Regions from separate parts of the Zea mays genome. Here region 1 is linked to region 2. The links are chromatin contacts, called in public Hi-C maps. All regions are on one chromosome and are shown on one strand. The core of a region is the stretch at or near the end of the contact, and the rest is flanking DNA. Distances in the headings are between cores, read along the strand shown. Region 1 holds the start of LOC100280286. Region 2 holds the start of LOC100273685 (nuclear transcription factor Y subunit C-2).

What was found. A called contact is a pair of places that touch in the nucleus more often than the background predicts.
Region 1: a contact with region 2 is called in a Hi-C map of ear, with 2.0 times the contacts expected there. The contact joins the promoter of LOC100280286 here to the promoter of LOC100273685 in region 2. A contact is called at or near these places in 3 of 25 Hi-C or Micro-C datasets (bundle sheath, ear and tassel).

Annotation. Positions count from the first base shown.
Region 1 is chr10:59,170,479-59,174,798 of Zm-B73-REFERENCE-NAM-5.0, reverse strand. LOC100280286 reads right to left here and starts at 2,797. Exons shown (of 6, transcript NM_001153214.1): 1 at 2,490-2,797; 2 at 1,113-1,478; 3 at 805-912. The coding sequence starts at 2,735.
Region 2 is chr10:58,521,261-58,525,697 of Zm-B73-REFERENCE-NAM-5.0, reverse strand. It overlaps LOC100273685 (nuclear transcription factor Y subunit C-2), which reads right to left and starts at 1,440. Exons shown (of 2, transcript NM_001148097.1): 1 at 1,225-1,440.

The DNA of each region.
Region 1 (4,320 bases), core at 1,548-4,047, 650 kb before region 2:
CATTAGGGTTAGGGAATATGTATATTGCAACCCACTATCAATGGATTAGGTTTTCGTTCTCTTAGAAATTTAACGAAACTAATTTGATGCTCTACATGTTGGTGCATTTTTCTAAACATGGTCAAAGCTAGAGACATTTGATTTAGAACAAAACTAAAATGACCAACATTTTGAAATGGAAGGAGTAGATTTGAGTACTTTTGCTTCATTTCGCTTGAGGTAAAATAAAGCATCAAAAATGTCAGACAAGATCGATTGTTTAAAAAACTCAACCTGAAAGGGGTAAGATCGCCCTCACAGTATTACATTAAAAAGACCTCTTCTCATGCAGATCAAAAAAACTCCCGAACCCCTGCCCCACCCATACACAGCGGCACCATAGCCCATGTGAGAATGATTGTGACCGGGGTCGGGCCTTAGCCATGTGCTTTGGTGTGGGATTGTTTGTTATCAAGAATACTAAACCAGGTAGAGTTGTAGGAACTCTTGGAAGGAACCGAGTCATAGGAACTCTTGGAAGGAACTGAGTCATAGGAACTCTTGGAAGGAACCGAGTCATAGGAACTCTTGGAAGGAACCAAGTTGTAGGAACTTTTGGAAGAAGCAATCAGTAACCAGAACCAGTATCTTAAATAAATTGAGTATTTCCCCAAAAAGATTAAGACAAAAAAACGTTTTTCCTTTCTCGGCCAATAAGGGGAGCAAAAGAATCAGAAGACAGTTTTTTACATGCAAGCCAGGCTTGAAATTGGATAGTGGTTGCAAAAATGACAAGAACGATAAGGGAAGAGACAATCTGAATACCTGAAACACTGAAGGCCGTCCTTGTGAACTATTCGATGTTAGTCCATTTATCAGATCCTCCTGCACATCAGACATTTGCCTAGTGTCCTGAGCTGCTGACTGGTGCGCCTGAATTTTAAGGAAATAAAGTGGACAAACATCGTCAATAAATTTAAAGTTAACTTAAATCGCATAGACTGTTACAGAATGCAACAGGTGCAACAATACAACAAATTATTAACAGTCATTAGACTACAATTATCATGCTTGAACCAAAATAAATACAACAGTGATTCTCATATATATACATGATGTTAACAAAGTCTTACCACATTGACCCGCTTGAACTTATGTTGTGCTTCTAGGTATTTAGGATTTACATGTATGCCATGAGATGGTCTAGGAGATAACGACTCTGTTTGATGCACATTTGTCGATGTGGTGGGACGGTTATTCTCTGAGGGCGAAAATTGAAGGTCATCCTCAATGCTGTGAAGCACAGAAGAAGGAAACACTGGCCACCAGGTACGAAAGAGGCGCCTCATTGAAGCATACTGGTTTGGATGAACTCTGTAGTATGCATCAACAAATACACTTTGCAACCTAATTGCAAAATGCTCTACATATTCCCCACCTATGTTCTTCACAATACTATCTAGCAGATACAAAGATGGTAATATCTGATCAGGTGGCACCTGCAAGAATATCGCAGAAGAACAATCATCACACAAAAGAACTTTGAAAGTCGTAATTAATTAAAAATCATGCATATGAAAAAAAACTGGTTGATGAACAAACTCAAACAGCCTGCAGTTCTGAAAGAAAAACTGCAAACCCACTAGTAGCTTAATCCTCGCTCTTATGATTAGTTCCCATATTGTTTCCATTTAAAATTGAAGACTTGTATGTCTTATCTTCAAGAAAAGCAGCCAGAAAATTACAAGATATTTCTAAACAAAACCAAATCTACCACACCATACAGAACAAGTAAACAGGTAACTGACTTAGTTCACAACTATCCTAATAAGCAATAATAAACCCAAAATTCTGAACTCTTTTCGTATGTAAGTCAAAATAAGAACCAGTGTAACACATGACGCATTTATCTATAACATTGTTTAAGGTTTATCTCAATTCGATAGGATAACTCTCAACTTCCGATCAAAAAGGAAGTTTATCAGTCATAGCGACTATTTTCTCCAATGCAGTGCTCATACACTCTTAAGCTCAACTGTTTACTCTGTTGCTACATATTTCATGCATGTATGTCAGCATCCTACTAGTTTTGAGCAGGAATTTTAAGAAAAATTAAAATGGCAAGCACCAATTGATCTACAAAGTTCCACAAAGATTCTAAACCCCAGGATCTAAATATGCTACCAGAACTGTAAACAGCAATCAGAGCAAACATACTGAACGTACATCGCTTCTCACAAAAAGGAATGATCTTGTACAAACTGACGCTATTGTAAAACCTACAAATAAAAAGTCTCCCGTCCATTTTATGGGAATTCTCACATTCAACAACAAAGCCAAGCAATCCACATTTCACAACAAGCACAACAACCTCCAAAACCATGTGAGCGCCAGACTACTCGACGCTCCAAGACCAAGCTTCCTTATGCCCCAAAAATCATAACGCGGGCCGCCTTAACTGGAAAACAAGAGTAACAGTCATGGGGGGTAGCAAAGAGCAGCAGAATGACCTCGGCGACGCGGGCGCAGACGGCGCCGGCGATTCCCCCGGCGGCGAGCGCGGCGTGCTGGCCTGCGACGATGGTGAGCTCGGTGATGACCGGCTTGCAGTTGAAGGTAAGCTCGCGGAGCGCCTCCGCGTACAAGCGCACGACCGCGGAGGCGCCCGGCTCCCCGCTGCCCGCTTCCTCGCGCAGCCGCGAGCGGAACCGTTCCACCACGTGGGCCGCCACGGGGGACGCCGCTGCCCCAGCCATCGGAGCAGGAGAGGAGAATCTAGGGTTTCGGCGGGGTGCCTAGGGATTGGGTATGCCGGGACGGCGAGAGGGAGGCGGAGGAGGCATGTGGGAGCGGAGCGAACTGACTGAAATTGGGAGAGAGCAGGAGACGGGTCGGCGATTTGTTCGTAAACGGCGAGGGTCACGTTTCCGTGATGCTTTCCTTTTCGCCTCAGTTTTTTTAAGTTTCAAAAAAAATCATTATTATAATTTAATTAATTCTTGCGGTAAACAACAAAAACATTACTATTTTGTCACTCTCGATTTGGACTCTCTCCTGTTGTTACCCGGTTGTAGAACCATCTATGTGCTATGTCTATACTTTAGGTCCAATGGCAACTAGCGAGACACATAAATAATAATGGAAAAATTACAAATAACTCTAATAACAACAGTAGTAGATGGATTGTCATATCAAAAATTCAAGAGTTAAATACATTAATGGTCTATAAACTTGTCAAGGAACCTAAGTTCATGAACTTTAAAAATACATTTCTATATCTTAACCTACGTTTCATGAACTTTTAAAATATATTTCTATATCTTAAACATGTCAAGTAATGTCCACACATTATTAAATTTGTAAAAATTGTGCATCACATGTTCATTTTTTAACTATAGCGACGGTGCACTACTTAACAATTTTAAGGACGTGTTTGGCACTGCTCTAGGTTACAGCTTCAGGTTAAAATTATAGTTCATAATATATTTTAAAGCGGTTAAAAATATCTTTAATCTAAATAAAAACAAAATAACTTATTTAAATGTCTTTTAAAAGTTTGTATCTCCAACTTCACGATTTTCTAAAGCTTCTAATGACATGTATCACCAAATTTTATGAAGTTGAATCAATTCCAAACAGGGTCTAAATATCTTCCTTTTGATAAATTCAAAAGAGACTCATGCATTTAACTCAAAAATCCAATATTCTAGGTTTCAACGAGATGGAACACTATGTCATTCTCAATAGATGGTTTCATCACGCTATTTTCAAGTCTTCACAATCAACATTTGTCTAGAAAACAGTGTATTTAGGTTTCATCTCCATGAAACACTCTCATCTCCTATAAAACTTGCATATCATGTAATTGTGTTTTGCTTAGGTGGCATGTCATTTAATAGGAATGAAACTCCCACTGAGAATGATTTAGGGTATGTACAGCCTTGAGACGGTGATTCAGTTTTCTAATTACAAGAGACACTTAAGAGACTCTATGATACAACCATGAACTTCTAGACCATACGGCAGTTAATAAACAGCATGCATAGAGAGTCGTGTGGAGACGGGCTCTTCGCAAAGAGTCTGTCTCTTGTATTTTTTTAACTAACCCTCTAAAGATCCCTCATAAACCTCGTATTAAATGGAGTTGGGTATGTTTGATTCCATGGGACTAAACTTTAGTCCCTCTTTTTTAGTTCCTTATAGTCCCTAAATTACTAAACACAGTCTATCAATCAGTTTCTAAAAAAAAGCTTGACGCTTTCAAACAGACCTAAATCAGCAGAGCTTACTAATGATGAGAAAGACACTGTAAACACATATTGTTAGCTGACGCATCATTCA
Region 2 (4,437 bases), core at 191-2,690:
CAAAAAATGAGGTTTAGTATGTTCTGCACATAAGCTTAAGCTGGGCTACAACTACCTAAATAAAACCTCTTAAATAACATGGTGATTTGGTGGTTTCCTGGGTAGTTGGCTTAAGTGGAGTAAAGCTGACATGAACATCGCACTGTGAATAACTCAACATCTTCCAAAAATCAATTTCAATAGACGCATTGGAGCAAAATTTCGCTTGTAAATTAAGATTTACGAGATGAGGGGTCCAGAATCAAATTAATCATCACATCTAAGATCATTAAAGGGCAATCCCGACCCAGTGTTGGAGGCTCCCACATGAGAGGGGTCTGAAAAAAGGATAAACCAAAGCAAGCCTTCTCTCGCAAATGTGCAAATGTGGAGAGACTGATTCGAACCCGTGACCTGGTGACTCAATGAGACAGCTCTCACCAGTGCACCAAACGTTGCAGAAACGTAATCCATCTGCAATCTGGAACTAGCACTCAGAAAAAGTACTTAATTCCCATGTCACACTTACAGAAATTACTTGCCAAACTTAAGATAACATGCATGCCATTAGTTACAATATTATGAAAGATAGCTTAAAGCTCAAATTCTATTAAGGTGGGTCCTTGCTGAGATTGGATGTGCTAGCGATTTCATATGGGACATATGACGATGTATAGCAAGGCATTACCCAGGTCTCCTTTCCCTACATAGGCACAAACATGATTCGATGGCTGAAAGGAATATTCTCGATTCTTGGGAGTACATGAGCAGACAAATGGTGAGAGCATTAGTATCAGCCATCTTCACTACTCACTACCGGCATGATCAATCTGTAACTGGTATGAGTATAACAGCCAATCAAAAAGTTCATGTACACATCACTGAAGCATATGCGCTGGATTACTGGAGCAGTGTCAAAGGTCAGCTGCATCTAGAGGCTGTAGACGAGTCAACCCAGTTTTATTCGAAGAAGACGCCATGCAATATTCAGTGCAACAGTAGTCTATTTTTAGTAGTCAAACAATTACCAAAGTAAACATCGAACGGCACAAGGGTTCAATTGAACACCGAAAAAATTGGAGTTGAATTACATCTACTAGTACCACTAGCGTAACACATATCGGAGGAGTATCTACCCCGCCCAGAAGAACCCGGGCTTGATCCATCACACATCACAGAAACGCAAAAGATCGTGCATGAAAAAGAGAGGGAAAGGTAGCATGGAGAAAAGGAGAAGATACGCACCTCGAAGGATCCTTGAGCCGACGTGTCTACTCCAACCCTAAGGGAAACGGAAGAGGAAGGAGGAGGGGATGACGCGCTGAGACCGAGGAGATGGAAGCCGCTTTACCTGGACCCGGCGCGACCGGAGGCGGCGCGAGTCGTTGCGGGCTGCCGGAGGAGTCGGGGATTGGGATCGCTGGCGGCTGTAGGGGAGTCGGTGCGTTTTTTTAAATTATGGCAAGTTTGAAAGGTTAAGGGTGGTTCGCTACCTAACTTGTCCCACTTTACCTAACTTTTCTGTCTAAGGTTAGTTCTTCAATTCGAACGACTAAACTTAGGCAAAGTGTAGCGCAGTTAGCTACGAACCAAACAGGCCCTAAATCCTCTCAAATATTTAACTTTCTCCGTTCAGTTTTTTCTCTCTAGGTATGACTCCACTTCTTCCAAATTAGCCATTATAGGCTTAGACTTAGTTCCTTTAGTCCAAGGACTAAAGTTTAATTAAAAGACTAAAATTTAGTCTTTACCATATTTGGTTTGGGGACTAAAATTATTCAAAACACACTAAATGAATCATAAGAAGACTAAAATACTCCTTATCATTCTCCTGCTATTAGTGCAACTGAAATAAAAGAGGGACAAAAGGTATAATTTATATGGTTTAGTCTCTTTTAGTCACCCCTTAAGGGGCTAGAGACTAAAACAGTTTAGTCCTATTTTTTGTCACACCGTTTGGCAATTTAGGGACTAAATAAGACTAAAATGGAGGGACTAATCTTTAGTCTCTAGTCCCTCAAACCAAACGGGCCCTTATTCATTTGGGCAGGGAACGGCGGGATGAGAAAGAAATCGTGTGGATCGGTGGAATGGTTCCCTACCCATAGTAGAAGACATGTTCGATTAACCCATTGGAGGATTCAAGTCCGGTCCATTCCCGCTTTTTACCGTATCACTGGCCCGAGAAGCAGCCCCCTCTAAGGTGGTGTGGAAAGAATCCATGAGCACGATGACCAGTGGCATCGGTGACAATGCAAGACGGCGCGGCTTGCGCATGAGCGGTGACGGCGGGGATGCGCACGAGCGGCTACGACGACTGCAGCACGGATCCGGCCCTCCCTCGCCCGCTCTCTGTTCCATGCACCTCCCTCGCCCCAACCTCCCCTCCATTCTGCACCCTCACCTCTGGCGAAATCCAACAACGACCTGGTGGCCTCCCATTTGCTTCCGGCGGCTGTCTTCTGGCCGGTAGTCACGTCAGACTGTCCGCAACGGTTACCCTAAATTTCTTTCCCTATATTCCACTTTTGTGCCACATCGTTAGGATTCCACCCCTACATTTTCATTTCCTGCAGCAGCGGTTCCCTCTAAATTCTTCCCTATACCCCACTACATCCATAAAATATCATTTCATATACCAATTATCATCCATTATAATTTTTTCTCTACTGTTGTCGGCACAAAACCTAAGATCAGCACAGTGCATGAGGGGGCCGGTTGCCGCACCCTAGATGTGGCGGTTCACTTATCCCGCTAGCACTGTAGCTCGTAGAGGGAGTGCAAGAGGGCAGCGATGCACGCTAAAATGTGTCTTTGTTACCGCTATGCGGAGAGGAGGGGGACGCTCGCGGCAACGGCTGCGGACAGTCTCACCCTTATCTACCTTCTCCTTTTTCTTATGTGTCAGTTCTAGGTTTTTCTAGATCTAAATAAAAAATTCAGGATTCAAGTTGTTTTCAGATACCTCGTCCCTCCCTGTGCTTGCCATATTGGCATCTTTGCATGTGCCCTGCACTGGCTTATGTATTCATGCTACGACCTGCTGTAGGATCTAGGACACCGGCTAGAGGGGGGTGAATAGGCGGTTTTGACTAAAATCAAAAACACTAGGTAAATTTAATCAATATAACAAGAGGAATAAATTCTCTAGTGACAATAAGTAAACAATGTATGAGAAACAACTACGGTGATTGAATACTTGAGGAACAATATGCAAAACACTAATTACTTGCAAGGCAATAAGTAATGCAAGAAGGTAGAGACACCGAAATTTATCCCGTGGTATCGGTGATTTGCCTATCACCCCTAATCCACATTGAGGTGGACTTTAAGCTCTCTTTTGCTCCTCTATCAAGTCACGGCTTGATCTTTGAGCCAAGTGGACAGGAAATCACTCAATACCTCGATTCCACTAATGTCACCTTTGTCGCTCCGGCGAGGTAGGCGCGAACCCCTCACAATCAACATCGCGGCTTCTCCACAATCTTCTTGGAGAGCTCGACGGAGACAATCACCCGAGCCGTCTAGGAGGCGGCAACCTCCAAGAGTAACAAGTCAATGACGCTTGCTCGGTGTACCACCTAGTGCCTCAAGAATCACCAAATGATGCAAATGCACTAGGAACCCTCAATCTCTCACTAGAATGCAATCTCAAGCAAAGAGTGTGAGAGCGTGAGTTGGAGGATCACAAATGAGCTCAATGTGTGCAAGGAATGGCCAAGAGAGCTCTCTCACACGAGCTACCCTTCTATTTATAGCTCTCCATCAAAATCCAACCGTTATGTGCAAAAAGCACATGTTCTGCGCACACGCGGACGGTCCGCGCCCTAGGGCCGGACGGTCCGCCGTACATATAACGGCTATAATTCCCGTTTGAAAACTGCCAGAGCTGTCAGAAAAGGTGGGTCCGGACAGTCCGCCTTCCAAGGCCGGACCGTCCGCGACCTAGCAGCATGAGGCACCCGAGCCTCGGACCAAGAATAGTTAACACGCACGGACCGTCCGCCTATAAAGCCGGACGGTCCGAGACCTAAGACAGTACTGTCCAGACTAGTCCCTCGGACAGTCCGTAGTACAAATCTACAAAATCACACAGTCCCTGTCCAAAACATGTTTGACACTTGCGGACTGTCCGCCCATCACAGCCGGACGGTCCGCGCTATAATTCAGGAACTGACCCGAACCCAGCCTTCTCTGGTCATGACTGCGGACGGTCCGGCCTTAAGACCCGGACGGTCCGCAGTGCAATGGAACAATGTACCTATCCAAGTGGTCAGACTTCGGACCCCCTGGTGGATCGTGGACGGTCCGCCCTCAAGGCCCGGACGGTCCGCGCATCTAAGACATTGCAATTTTCAAACTTGCTTTTGAAAGAACTTTTAACTCACGAAATTTGAAGCGCTGTTAGTCCTCATGCAAATGCAACTACTTGATGCTCTATGAGGCACTAAGCTTTAC